Linked DNA regions of Rattus norvegicus: region 2 is linked to region 1. Evidence: chromatin contacts called from public Hi-C data. All regions are on one chromosome and are shown on one strand. Each heading gives the region's core, a stretch centred on a gene start, on an enhancer-like site or on the middle of the called end of the contact. The rest is flanking DNA. Distances are from core to core; before and after follow the strand shown. Region 1 holds the start of Gpr37l1 (G protein-coupled receptor 37-like 1). Region 2 holds the start of Shisa4 (shisa family member 4).

The links. A called contact is a pair of places that touch in the nucleus more often than the background predicts.
Region 2: a Hi-C map of frontal cortex shows a contact between it and region 1, with 2.8 times the contacts expected there. The contact joins the promoter of Shisa4 here to the promoter of Gpr37l1 in region 1. A contact is called at or near these places in 12 of 12 Hi-C or Micro-C datasets (the A7r5 cell line, the Rat2 cell line, Schwann cells and 7 more) and 1 of 1 datasets of contacts at active chromatin or transcription factors (oligodendrocytes).

What each region holds. Positions count from the first base shown.
Region 1 is chr13:49,154,151-49,159,847 of GRCr8, reverse strand. Gpr37l1 (G protein-coupled receptor 37-like 1) reads left to right here and starts at 2,644. Exons shown (of 2, transcript NM_145784.2): 1 at 2,644-3,316. The coding sequence starts at 2,687.
Region 2 is chr13:49,353,015-49,359,116 of GRCr8, reverse strand. It overlaps Shisa4 (shisa family member 4), which reads left to right and starts at 3,518. Exons shown (of 5, transcript NM_001077826.2): 1 at 3,518-3,703; 2 at 4,045-4,216; 3 at 5,293-5,426. The coding sequence starts at 3,631.

The DNA of each region.
Region 1 (5,697 bases), core at 1,395-3,894:
GAAAAGTCTGGCTGATTCTGAGCGCAGAGGAGCATGGGATGCTCAGGGTGGGTCTTGGCACTTCTCTTAAGTTTCCCAAGGACACAGGATGTGGGGTCCAAGCGTCCTCTCTGATGACATAATTTGGTTCGTGGTGGTGATCAGCTGAGCTCCTGGCTGATATGCCAGACTTCAGACAGAGCTCTGGCAGTTCCCCAAGACTCCTCAGCAGAGGATGCGCACTCCTGTCTTTCTCTTTTTTTCTCCTGAAACCCCTAGTTTTACACAGCATGTCAGGACCTACTGGGTAGGGTGGCAAGGTTCCTGGTCAGGAAGTCTGGTAAAGCTGCTTTCATATTGAAAGTCTTGGTAGCAGTGCTCAGTGAAGAATGCTTGCCAGTGGACTGAGTAAATAGCTCCCAGCCAGCCCCTGTCTCCTGTTTGCTTTGGCTGTTCTCCTTAACGACAGAAATCGACATCCTAGTGCCCCAGCATACAGATTTCCACTGGTACCCAGCAGGTCTGTCCTGCAGAGATGGATGGACAGAGTCTGTTCCCTCAGCCTTGGTATCTCCCACACTCCCTGCAGTGAACCCCTCAGTGTTGCTGGCCCTGCTGGAAACGATACATCTCATCTGCTTGTGCTGTCTGCCCATCCTAGAACCCTTGAAAGGAACCTGGTCAGTGCTCCTCTGTGTGACAGTATGTAGTATTCTCCCTTGCCTCTGGGAAAACATCTGTTTTGTTTTAGAGGCAGGGTTTCTCTATGTGGCACTGGTGGTTCTGGAATTCACTCTGTAGACCAGAGTGAACTCAGAGATCTACTTGCCTCTGTTTCCCTCCTGCTGGGATTAAAGGTGCGCACCTTGGGCTGGAGAAATGGCTCAGTGGTTAGGCGCACTGACTGCTCTTCCAGAGGTCCTGAGTTCAAATCCCAGCAACCACATGGTGGCTCACAACCATCTATGATGGGATCCGATGCCCTCTTCTGGTGTGTCAGAAGACAGCTACAGTGTACTCATATACATAATAAATAAATCTTTAAAAAAAATGGGTGCGCACCACAACATCTGAACTCCTGGTCTAGCATATGAAAGCCTTCTTGCGCCTTCATCTGGCGACTCTTACCCCAACCTCATTGCTTTCCTCTCCATTTTCCTAGCACCCCAGCCTCCTGCACATTCTAGCTATTTGGCGGGAACACCACCTACTTTCAGGCCCCTGCCATTGGGTGTGCTTCTGCCTGGAGCATCTTTCCATCCTTCTCTGGGGTTCCTTTAAGGCTTCATTCAAAAGTCATCTTGCTTTGGAGAACTTCCAGACAGCCCCAGGCTCCTCGGACTCGCCCCTGTACCTTGGCCCTGCCTTCCACTGTATCTATCAGGCCATGAGGTGCAATTAATGATTTGCTTATCTATGATTTGCTTATCTATCTCCTTTCTTTCCACTGTACTTTCATAACTTTAGTTTCATTTTAATTTTTGTTTTTGTTTTCCTGTAGTTCCAGGGCTGGGGAGGAAACCCAGGGTCTCAAACATGCTAGGCAAGCGCCCACTAAGACATGGCCCCCATTGTAGAGTGTGGTGCTTTGAATTTTTGTTTGTTGCTGCTCTCCTTTGGGAGTGTGTGTGGCTAGGAGGCAAGGAATGGGTCTACTGAGACCAGGATTGAGTTAAAAGGCTATGGAGTCAGCTCCATTGTTTGAACTTGGCTCTACCTTGTGTCAACTACATAGTTATTAAGACTACCACAGGGGATTGGGGATTTAGCTCAGTGGTAGAGTGCTTGCCTAGCAAGCGCAAGGCCCTGGGTTCGGTCCCCAGCTCCGAAAAGAAGAAGAAGGAGAAGGAGAAGGAGAAGGAGAAGAAGAAGAAGAAAGACTACCACAGATCTTACATTTTTAACTTGAGAAATAGATCCCCACCAAACGTATTAAGAACCATCAAGAACCCAGCTGACGGACGTTGGTGGCACACACCTTTATTTCCAGCACTCAGGAGGCAGAGGCAGGCGGACCTCTGAGTAACAGGCCAGCCTGGTTTATAGAGTGAGTTTCAGGACAGCCAGGGCTACACAGAGAGACCCTGTCTTTAAAAACAAACAAACAAACAAACAAAAACAAACCCCAGCTGAATGGTACACCTAGACACGTATTTAATAGTTCTGGCAATTCTTATAATTCGAGTTTTGACCTTGGCAATTTTTTAACAAGACAAAACAAAAACAAAAACAGGATCTTGCTATGTAGCCCAAGCTGGCCTTGAACTCTGTCCCCGTGTCTCAACCTCCCAAGGGCTGGTATTACAAGCCATATCATTCTGTTTTGACTGTAGGATCTGCCTTAGAATTGGGTAGAGCTAGGAGATCTATGCTCTAATTATAGTCTGCCTCTACATCACTTGCAAGACTCATTTCCCCGGTAGCAGTGATTGGAGCAGGTCCCTCTGAGGGCTACTCAATCTGTCCTGCTGTGGACTTAGAAGGGATGTGGTAGGGAATGCAATGTGTGTGGCCAGCACAGACAGCTCAGTGTCCAGCAGAGGGCCCTGGCCAGACCATGGCCAACAGGATGGGAGGAAGGGCCATATCCAAGCCAGACGCCTGACTGGAGGCGGACCCAGCTGCCAGCTGCCTCTCTTAATTCCACACAGTCCTTAGGTCCCTCGCCCTCACCTCTCTGAGGCAGCTGTGCCCTGCTTTCCTGGCCATGCGGTGGCTGTGGCCCCTGGCTGTCTCTCTTGCTGTCGTGTTGGCTGTGGGGCCGAGTGAGGTCTCTGGGGCTGCCACCTTATCTTTGGGTGGTCATAGAGCCAAGGTCCAGGAGCAGCAGAGTCGACCCCGAAGAGGTACCAAGGACGAGGGGCCCAAGGAGGTACAGCACTATGTACCTGAGGAGTGGGCTGAGTACCCCAAGCCCATCCACCCTGCTGGCCTGCAGCCCACCAAGCCTTTGGTGGCCACTAGCCCCAACCCAGACAAGGATGGGGCCACCTCAGAGAGTGGACAAGAGCTGAGGACCAACCTGACCGGGACACCAAGTCAGAGGCTGCAGATTCAGAACCCCCTGTATCCGGTGACCGAGAGCTCCTATAGTGCCTATGCCGTCATGCTCCTGGCTCTGGTGGTATTTGCTGTGGGTATCGTGGGCAATCTGTCTGTCATGTGCATTGTGTGGCACAGCTACTACTTGAAGAGTGCCTGGAACTCTATCCTTGCCAGCCTGGCTCTCTGGGATTTCCTGGTCCTCTTCTTCTGCCTACCAATTGTCATCTTCAATGAGATCACCAAGCAGAGGCTACTTGGGGATGTTTCTTGCCGAGCAGTGCCCTTCATGGAGGTGAGTATGTCTTTCTATAGCCCAATTGTAGGCTAATCCCAGGGAAAGGGCTCTAGTGTCTGCAAAGACCCGGAGAACAGATCTGTAAGTGTGTATAATCCCAGCACTCTGGGGTTCTCATTCATCTAGTTTTCTCTGTGTCATTGGGGAAGGAGACAAACCCCATCAGGGAGGGAAACAAACTCAATATTGGCTTCTGGTAGCTCTCAGGAAAGCAAGCCAAGCCAGATGAACAGGCAGGTATGCAAGACCACTGACTTGGGACCAACAACCTAGTCTGCTGTAGGAGTAGCTGCACAGAGGACACACCCTTTTCTCTAGATTCTGAGCTGTCTCTGATGTCTCCCTCTGCCAAGCCCTTTCTCTTTTATCCTCCTTTTTCTTTTATTGTGCCTCTTGCTTGCCTTGTACCCATGGCTCCTGTTTTTTTTTAACCCTTTGGTGTCCTGACATTCTAGCAGTTTTCTACTAACACCCCAGGTTGAGTCTGTGTTCATTCCCCGTGGGTGCAAACACTAGGACAGGGCCCTTTTTCCTTTCCTGTCTGAAATTATTGTCACCTTTTTTCAAGGTCATCTCCATTACTGTCCTCCTAAGGCCTCTCTGAGAGGCAAGCCCTACTTCTGGGTACTTATAAGAACAGTAGTGTCAGCTCTGTCACTGTATTTTGCTTCACACTGGACATATCTCATCTCTTCCCCCTGCTTCCTTAGCTAGCAAGCAGTGAGGGTAGACCAGATGGCCCTTCTAGCTGGTTTGCTCTATTATTCTGAAGTGTAGTTCTGAACATCCTTGGATGGGGACTTCCTTGTTAGAATAAGCACCTGGGTGAGAATGGCTGTGTAGACAACAGAGAGACAGCTTAATCAAACTACTGCAGGGGTTGGGGATTTAGCTCAGTGGTAGAGCGCTTGCCTAGGAAGCGCAAGGCCCTGGGTTCGGTCCCCAGCTCCGAAAAAAAGAAAAGAAAAAAAAAAAGATTTTTAAAAAAAATTAATAAATCTTGGCTACAAGGGGAATAATGAAAGGAATAATGGCCTTCTCATGAGCTAGACACAGGTTCAAACCCCAATTAGCTGTATTAATGATTATTTCAAGATTGGTTTCTCTCTGAGGCTTAGAAGTTGAAACAGTTTTTTTTTTTTCCTGTACTCTTAACACACGGAGGCCATCTATTCGGTGGTCCAAATGGCTTTTGCATTTTATTATTTGATGGAACATCTCATTTATGTGCCTCTTTCTAGCCTTGAACTCACTGAGTATAGACCAGGCTGGCCTCACACTCACTTTCTGGGCTCTACCTGTCTCTGCCTTCAGAGTGCTAAGATTAAAGTTATGAGCCACCAGGAATGACATTGGCCTTTATATCTTACCAGGGTGAGCTAAGTGACTAAATGTTTAGGTACATGAACTCTGTGTGTGTGTGTGTGTGTGTGTGTGTGTGTGTGTGTGTGTGTGTGTGTGTGTTGTTTTGTTTTAGATAGGGTCTCATTTCTTGCTGGCTTAGAACTTGCCATATAAACCAGGCTGGTCTCTAACTCATAGAGATCTTCCTGCCTCTGTCTCCTGAGTTTGGGAATAACTGTACCACTGTGCTGGGCCAACACATTGCTTTGGAACTGAGTAGATGATAGTAGAAACTGGGCTCTTTTCTGCTGCTGGCCAAGTGACCTCAGTAAGTTATTTAACTTGCCTAAAACTCAGTGTTCTCATCTAGGCTGATAATTATCTGAATGAGTTGGGGATGAACTTAAGGGCTTCACACATACTGAACATGCACTCTTCGAGCCCCAAAACTTTGTCATTGCTGCTGTTGTTTTGAGACAGGGTCTTTCCCTGTAACCTTGCCAGATCTGGTATTGAACTATAGCTGAAGCCCAAACTCAAGCTAATGACAGTCTTCAACCTCTGCCTCCAAAGGGTTGGGATTGTTGCTGTGTGCCACCATGTCTGGCACTATTTTTTTCTTGGGGTTGAACCCAGGGCTTTTCACATAGATAAGCATTCTGCTGAATTATACCTCTAGCCTACACCTCCCCCCACTTTTAGCCTGAGAGCTTGAACTCAAGGCCTTGTGCATGCTAGGTCAGTAGCCCACCACTACTGCGCTGTATCACCAGTTCTCTTTTTATTCATTTTGAGACAGGGTCTGACTAAGTTACTCAGAAGTAATCTAGATAGGCCTTGAATCTTTTTTTCTTAGCCACCCAATTAGTTAAAGTTTTGTAGGCCTGATAGCCATGTCCAGCAACCAGTCCCCACTTTATTATTATTATTATTATTATTATTATTATTATTATTATTATTAATTATCCTATTTTTTAGATGTATTCTTATATTTTTGGTTGTGAGCCTAGCCTTTAACAGCTGAGCCATCTCTC
Region 2 (6,102 bases), core at 2,269-4,768, 200 kb before region 1:
AGAACAAATACAGAGAACGCTACTTTTTTTTTTTTTTTAATTCTTTTTTTCGGAGCTGGAGACCAAACCCAGGGCCTTGCTCTTGCTAGGCAAGTGCTCTACCACTGAGCTAAATCCCCAACCCCGAGAACGCTATTTTTTTTTTTTTTCTTTTTTTCGGAGCTGGGGACTGAACCCAGGGCCTTGCGGTTGCTAGGCAAGCGCTCTACCACTGAGCCAAATCCCCAACCCCGAGAACGCTATTTTTTTTTCTTTTTTTCGGAGCTGGGGACTGAACCCAGGGCCTTGCGGTTGCTAAGCAAGCGCTCTACCACTGAGCTAAATCCCCAGCCCCGAGAACGCTATTTTTTGCAGCAAGTCTTCACATCCACTCTTCAGTCTTTGCTCCATGGCCCCCTCAGGACGCGGGTCTAGTTCGTTGTGGAACTATAGCTCATGGTAACCATTCCATTCTGTGCTTCCCCATCCCCTGTCAAAGAGTGCCAGTTGGGAAGTGGTGGGTCATTGCTTCCGCCAGAACCCAGAAGGCCGGGGCACAAGGATTAGGAGTTTTGAGGCAAGGCTACCCTTTGTCCATGTCTGCAGGCACGTTCCTACATGAGTGTCCCAACCTGCATGGGCACCCTAACCACTAACTCCTCCTAATCCTCCGTCCTAGAATTTCTCAAACAGAAAACCACGGGTGTAGCTGGGCATGGTGGTTCATGCCTTTAATCCCAGTGCTTGGGAGGCAGAGGCAGTTGGGTCTCTATGAGTCAGAGGCCAGCCTTCAAGCTCCGGGCCAGCTAGGGCTACACAGGAGAATCTGTCTCAAAAAGGGGGTTGGGGGGAGGGAGTTTGGTCTAGTGAGATGAATCAGCTGAAAAATGCAATTATTGTCAAGCCCGAAGACCTGAGTTAAATCCCTGGAACCTACATGATGAGAGGAGAGAACCAATGCTTACAAGCTGTCCTCTCACTTTGTGTCACACAAATAAAGAATGTTCAAAAAAAAAACAAAAACAAAAAACAAAAAACAAAACTAAAGATACCGAATAATGCAGAGACAGGCGAGGCAGGACCTAAAGCACACTCGCAGAACAGGAAGGACAGCCTTTTGCTGAGCACCTGTGGCCCGAGCTTGGTGACCGTAGCCCTTGCTTCCATAGAGCTCAGGATAAAGGAGGAAGAAGGACAGCAATGGCAGGCATAGGGGGTACTGAGTCAAGACATGTCCTCAGCAGTGACTGTCCGACTGAAGTAGGCACTCCTGCCAGCCCATCTGTGGCTGGCAGCTTCCTTGTTCCCTCTCTGGAAGGCACCTACAAGACCCGGTTTATGACCACCCTTCTGTGATTTCCTTTTCCTAACTCACCAACGTTCAACTTTGCCGCCCGTGACCTCTGATTCCCTCTCCCTGAACACCAGAAACGTTTGCCATCAGCCACCATCTGTAGCTGTGAGTAAAGATCCACCTGTCTAGAAATCATGGGTCCTACCATTTTCTTTCCCATGTACTCTTTTACCCTAATCCTTTAACATTTGGGTTATAGTCTGTGTTGGTAACATAATGATAAAAATATTTACCATTTTGGGATGGGCGTCAAAGATGGCTCAGCAGTTCAGAGCACTTGGTGCTCTTGCTGAAGAAGACACAGGTTTGGTTCCCAGCGCCCATGCAGTGGCTCGCAACTGCCCATGAGTCTCGCTCCAGAGTATCAGATGCTCTTGAGGGCAACAGGCATGCATGTAGTGCACACATGCACAAGCAGGCAAATAATCATACACATGAATATGTTTAAGTGTCCATGGCAGGAGACGAAAGTCATCATTACTCTGCCTTAGTTGATTGGTAGTCCTGGTCGGGGTGTTGCCTGCAGGGTGAAGCATGACCACTGACATTCTGTAACTACCTGTCTGGCAGCAGTGAAAATATGATTAGAAACTTTGGCTCCCTCTTGTTATTTCTCCCCCCACCCAACCCCTCAAACCCCCCACCCCCACCCCCATCCCGATCCCAGAGCTGAGGACCGAACCCAGGGCCTTGCATTTGCTAGGCAAGCACTGTACCACTGAGCTGAATCCCCAACCCCTTTGGCTCCCTCTTTAGCTGCCAGATTATTGAAAGAATGGACCCCAAGAAATTTAGACTTTTCCCAGGAACTTCCAACTGGGTGAGGAATCGGTTAAAGCCCAGGGGCATCCAGAGGAGGAACTGGTGTCCTGGTAAGAGATTTACAGTTTGTCAGTAACCTTGCAGGGGAGACTAGGAGCTAAGGCAGTGATGGCCAGGGGAATCACATTTTCCCTTGACTGCTTACCCTCTATTGAAACTTTACCCTTACTTGAGGATCCTGAAGATGGACTAGACCTGTGTGCCCAGACCCCTCTTGGGGTTAGAAGCACCCTTTTACACAAGAGCCTAAGACCATCAGAAAACAGATATTTACATTACGTTCATATCAGTAGCAAAAGTGCAATTATGAAGTAGCAACAAAAATAACGTTATGATTGGGGATCACCACAGCGTGAGGAACTGTGTTAAAGGGTTGCCACGGTAGGGAGACTGAGACTCACTGTATTAGAGCTTGGAAAGGAATCGCTGGATTTCCTTGTTCCTCTTTCCAATGTGGCCATATTGAATAAATTTCCTTGTTGTTTTTCAGTATTAACTTGGTTATTTTAGTTGTCTTATCGAGGATGAGTGGCTAAACCTGGCTTGTTGGAGCCCAGGCTGTGACTCTAAGTCCTGTATCAACTCCACATGAGTTTGTGAAGGTACATTGGCTCTCTCTCTACCCTGAGACTTTCCACCTGTAACTAACTGTCGACTCTGATAGCTTATGTAGTATTTTTGCAGGCTTGCTCCATGAAGAAAAAAAGAGCTTCCACTGTAAAGAGATTAGCTGGCTGTGTCTCAAGTGGCCTGGGCCACCCCTACCGGTGAGGAGTGAGGCTATAGTTGGAGCTGTCCATTCAGAGGGAGAAGGGGCCATCTCAGGGAGCCAGTGCAGCTGCCAGGGCCCAGGCCTGTGGGCACCGATGGGGACAAAGCTTCTCTGAACTTCCTCTCAATGGACGCCTGTTTCTAGGAATGGGGGCAGGGTGACGCTGCCCCATCCTCCCCCTGCAGGATGTCCAAGACTGGACACCAGAGCAGAGGAGGTTCCACACAAGGGAAGGTGCGGCTCTGCCCCTCCAGAGTTGGCCCATGAGCTGGTCATTAGGAGGTGGCACCAGGATCAGTGTTTCTGGGGTCTGGGATAATGATTGGTCTCAGGAGAGGGGCGGGCACAGGGTACTGCCAGGCCTCCCTGACCGCAGTGACCAGCTGTTGGCTGTGCCCTTAAGGGCTCAGACTGAAGGAGTCACCGCACTGTTGTGGACAGGGAGAGCAGGGCTGTGCCTTGGGGTGAGGGGCACAAGGCTGGTGCTGAGGCTGGTGGGCGTCACTGGTGGGCAGACTCCTGGGCGGAGCCCAGGCAGGGTTACTGCAGGCGGGGCGTTAGTCCCGCCCCCAAAAGGCGGGAGAGGAGCCAGAGCCTGGCGGAGGGCTGGGCGGTGCTGCAGCTCCCGCCGGCCGGCTTCGTCCAGCTTTGTCCTGCGGCCCCTTTTCAAGGCCGTCCTGGCCGCGCCCAGCCCCCTCCGGCCATGCCGCCCGCCGGGCCCCGCGGGGTCGCGCCACTCGCTGCCGTCGTCCTGCTGGTGCTTGGGGCTCCTCTGGGTAAGGGATGGAGAGCGACACGAGATGGGTGGGGTGGGGCGGGATCAGGGAGAGGTTAAAAGGACCAGCCGTGTCCTCAGAGGCTATCCTCCGGCTGTCCATGTGCCCCAGATGCTTACGGTTGTTCTTGGAGCAAGAAGAAATGGCGCTGAGAGGTCAGGCGGTGGGAACCTAACCCCGGCCAGGCGCGGGGTGACTTCAGGGAGAGGGGGGCTTCTAGGGCTGAGCCCCTCAGGGTGGAAACAAAAGTGAGCTTTCAGCTTCCCAAGGCAGTGGGGTTGAGGGTGTCCAGAACTGAACGGGACTGGTATCTACTGGGCAACCCCCACCCCTGCCCGCAGCACTGGCGAGTGAAGACTGCTTGTGGTATCTGGACCGGAATGGCTCCTGGCATCCGGGATTTGACTGCGAGTTTTTCACCTTCTGCTGCGGGACCTGCTACCAGCGGTACTGCTGCAGGGACCTGACCTTACTCATCACCGAGAGACAGCAGAAACACTGCCTGGCCTTCAGGTGGGCTGCGGACTCCCACTCCACCCCTCTTAAGAGGCCTCCTGCTGGCTCCAATGCCCACCTCCACATTCTTAACTGAAGGAGTCACCAGTACTCCAAGTGGTGACAGAGCCGGGTGGTTGGTGTTAGTTACCATGGGCTTGCCCGAGCTGTCTCCAGGGGCTTTCTGGATCCTGATAGGTCTTGGGAGGGAGTTTGCTGAGTTAACACTCAAACAGCAAAGTGGCTTGGTAGGCAGTCGGTGAGAGGACAGGAAGACTTGGGGTTTGTTTCCAGGCTGGCTTCTTACTAGCACTGTGATCCACTGTGACACTTGCCCTCTATAGATCGTTGTTACCTTTTTGAATAATATGGAAGTTGCTAACCTGGCCTGGCGGTTCACACCTGTAATCCCAGCACTCAGAAGGCTGAGGCAGGAGGATCACTAAGGAGTTCCAGACCAGTCTGGGCTACAAAGTGAGACTATCTCAAAAATAATGCTACCGCCAAAAAAAAAAAAAAAAAAAAAGAAAGAAAGAAAGAAAAAAAGAAGAAAAGAAAAGAAAAGAAGAGAAACAGAGTTGCCAAAATTAAAGGTTTTGCTGGTCCTTCCCCTATCCAGCCCAGGGCTGAGGGTAGGTTCTCAGGCAAGCGGACATGCTACTGGTAAGCTACACTCCTAGCCCCCAAATTAGTGGTTTCAAACTTTTTTAAAGGGAGCAGCAAGCATATAACATTGATATAAGAGAATTACAAGTTCTTGTGAGATTTGGTGATAATGGCCCTACATTATTTCAAAGGCTCCATTGAGGCCAACATGTTGTAAACCTAACCAATTAAATGGTAGATGTAAAAGCAGGAGTAGGTGGGCACACTACAAATCCCAGCATGCCTCATACTAACTAGCCAGACAGCATAGCCTCCTGGGAAGTAGAGATCTCTTAGATCTACTAAACCGGGTGGGCAGAGTTAATCCCACAGGGAACCCCAAGTCTTAGCATGCTGTGGCTCCCTGCTGGCCAAGAGTTGGAGCCGGCACAGTGAGGAGTCCCTCTGTGAGTGTCAGAAGGTGAGAGGACCTGTTTTTTTGTCTAAAGTCCCAAGACCATAGCAGGCATCGCCTCTGCTGTAATCCTCTTTGTTGCCGTGGTTGCCACCACCATCTGCTGCTTCCTCTGTTCCTGTTGTTACCTATACCGAAGGCGCCAGCAGCTCCAGAGCACATTTGAAGGTATGCACAGAGTCAGGCAAGATGAGTCTGAAATGGGCTGGGATTGATTCCTGCACTGGGCACCAAAGGGGTCAAGGATTGGTGAATTCTGCAGTGGTGAGTTTCCGTATGCCCGGACACCGCCACCCAGAAATGCATGCAGGTGAACCCTTGAGCATTAGACTGCGTCTGTCCAGGAATGTATGGGAGCAGGCTACTGTGCCCTCGTGTGTGCGTGCACATGCACATAGTTACTGTGCCCTCGTGTGTGCGTGCACATGCACATACAGTCATGTGCGGGAATGCATCGGTTGGTGGCAAGTAAGCTGTAGGCATAAGCCTGCCTGTGGCCGAGTATATGAGGTGGGGTCCACAGTGGTGGACAGTAATTGGGTGTGTCTCAGTACCTCCGGATGTATATTTGAGTGTTGTGTGTAACTGCCCAAGCCTGATAAACATGGGGTGATGGTACCATATGGGAGATCAGTGTGAGGGGAGGACTGGGAGAGGACCCCCTTAGCGGCAGCTGTGTTGGATGACAAGATACCAGCATCTGGAGCTGCCCATTTTCTACCCAAGTGGCGCTTCCCCAGGCTAGACCGCCTCCAGAGGGCTCTCAAAGCTGCTTGGGGGAACAAACTTGGTCAACACAGACGGACCTGCTTAGCTTCATACATAGCTCCCTGCTCAACTCGGG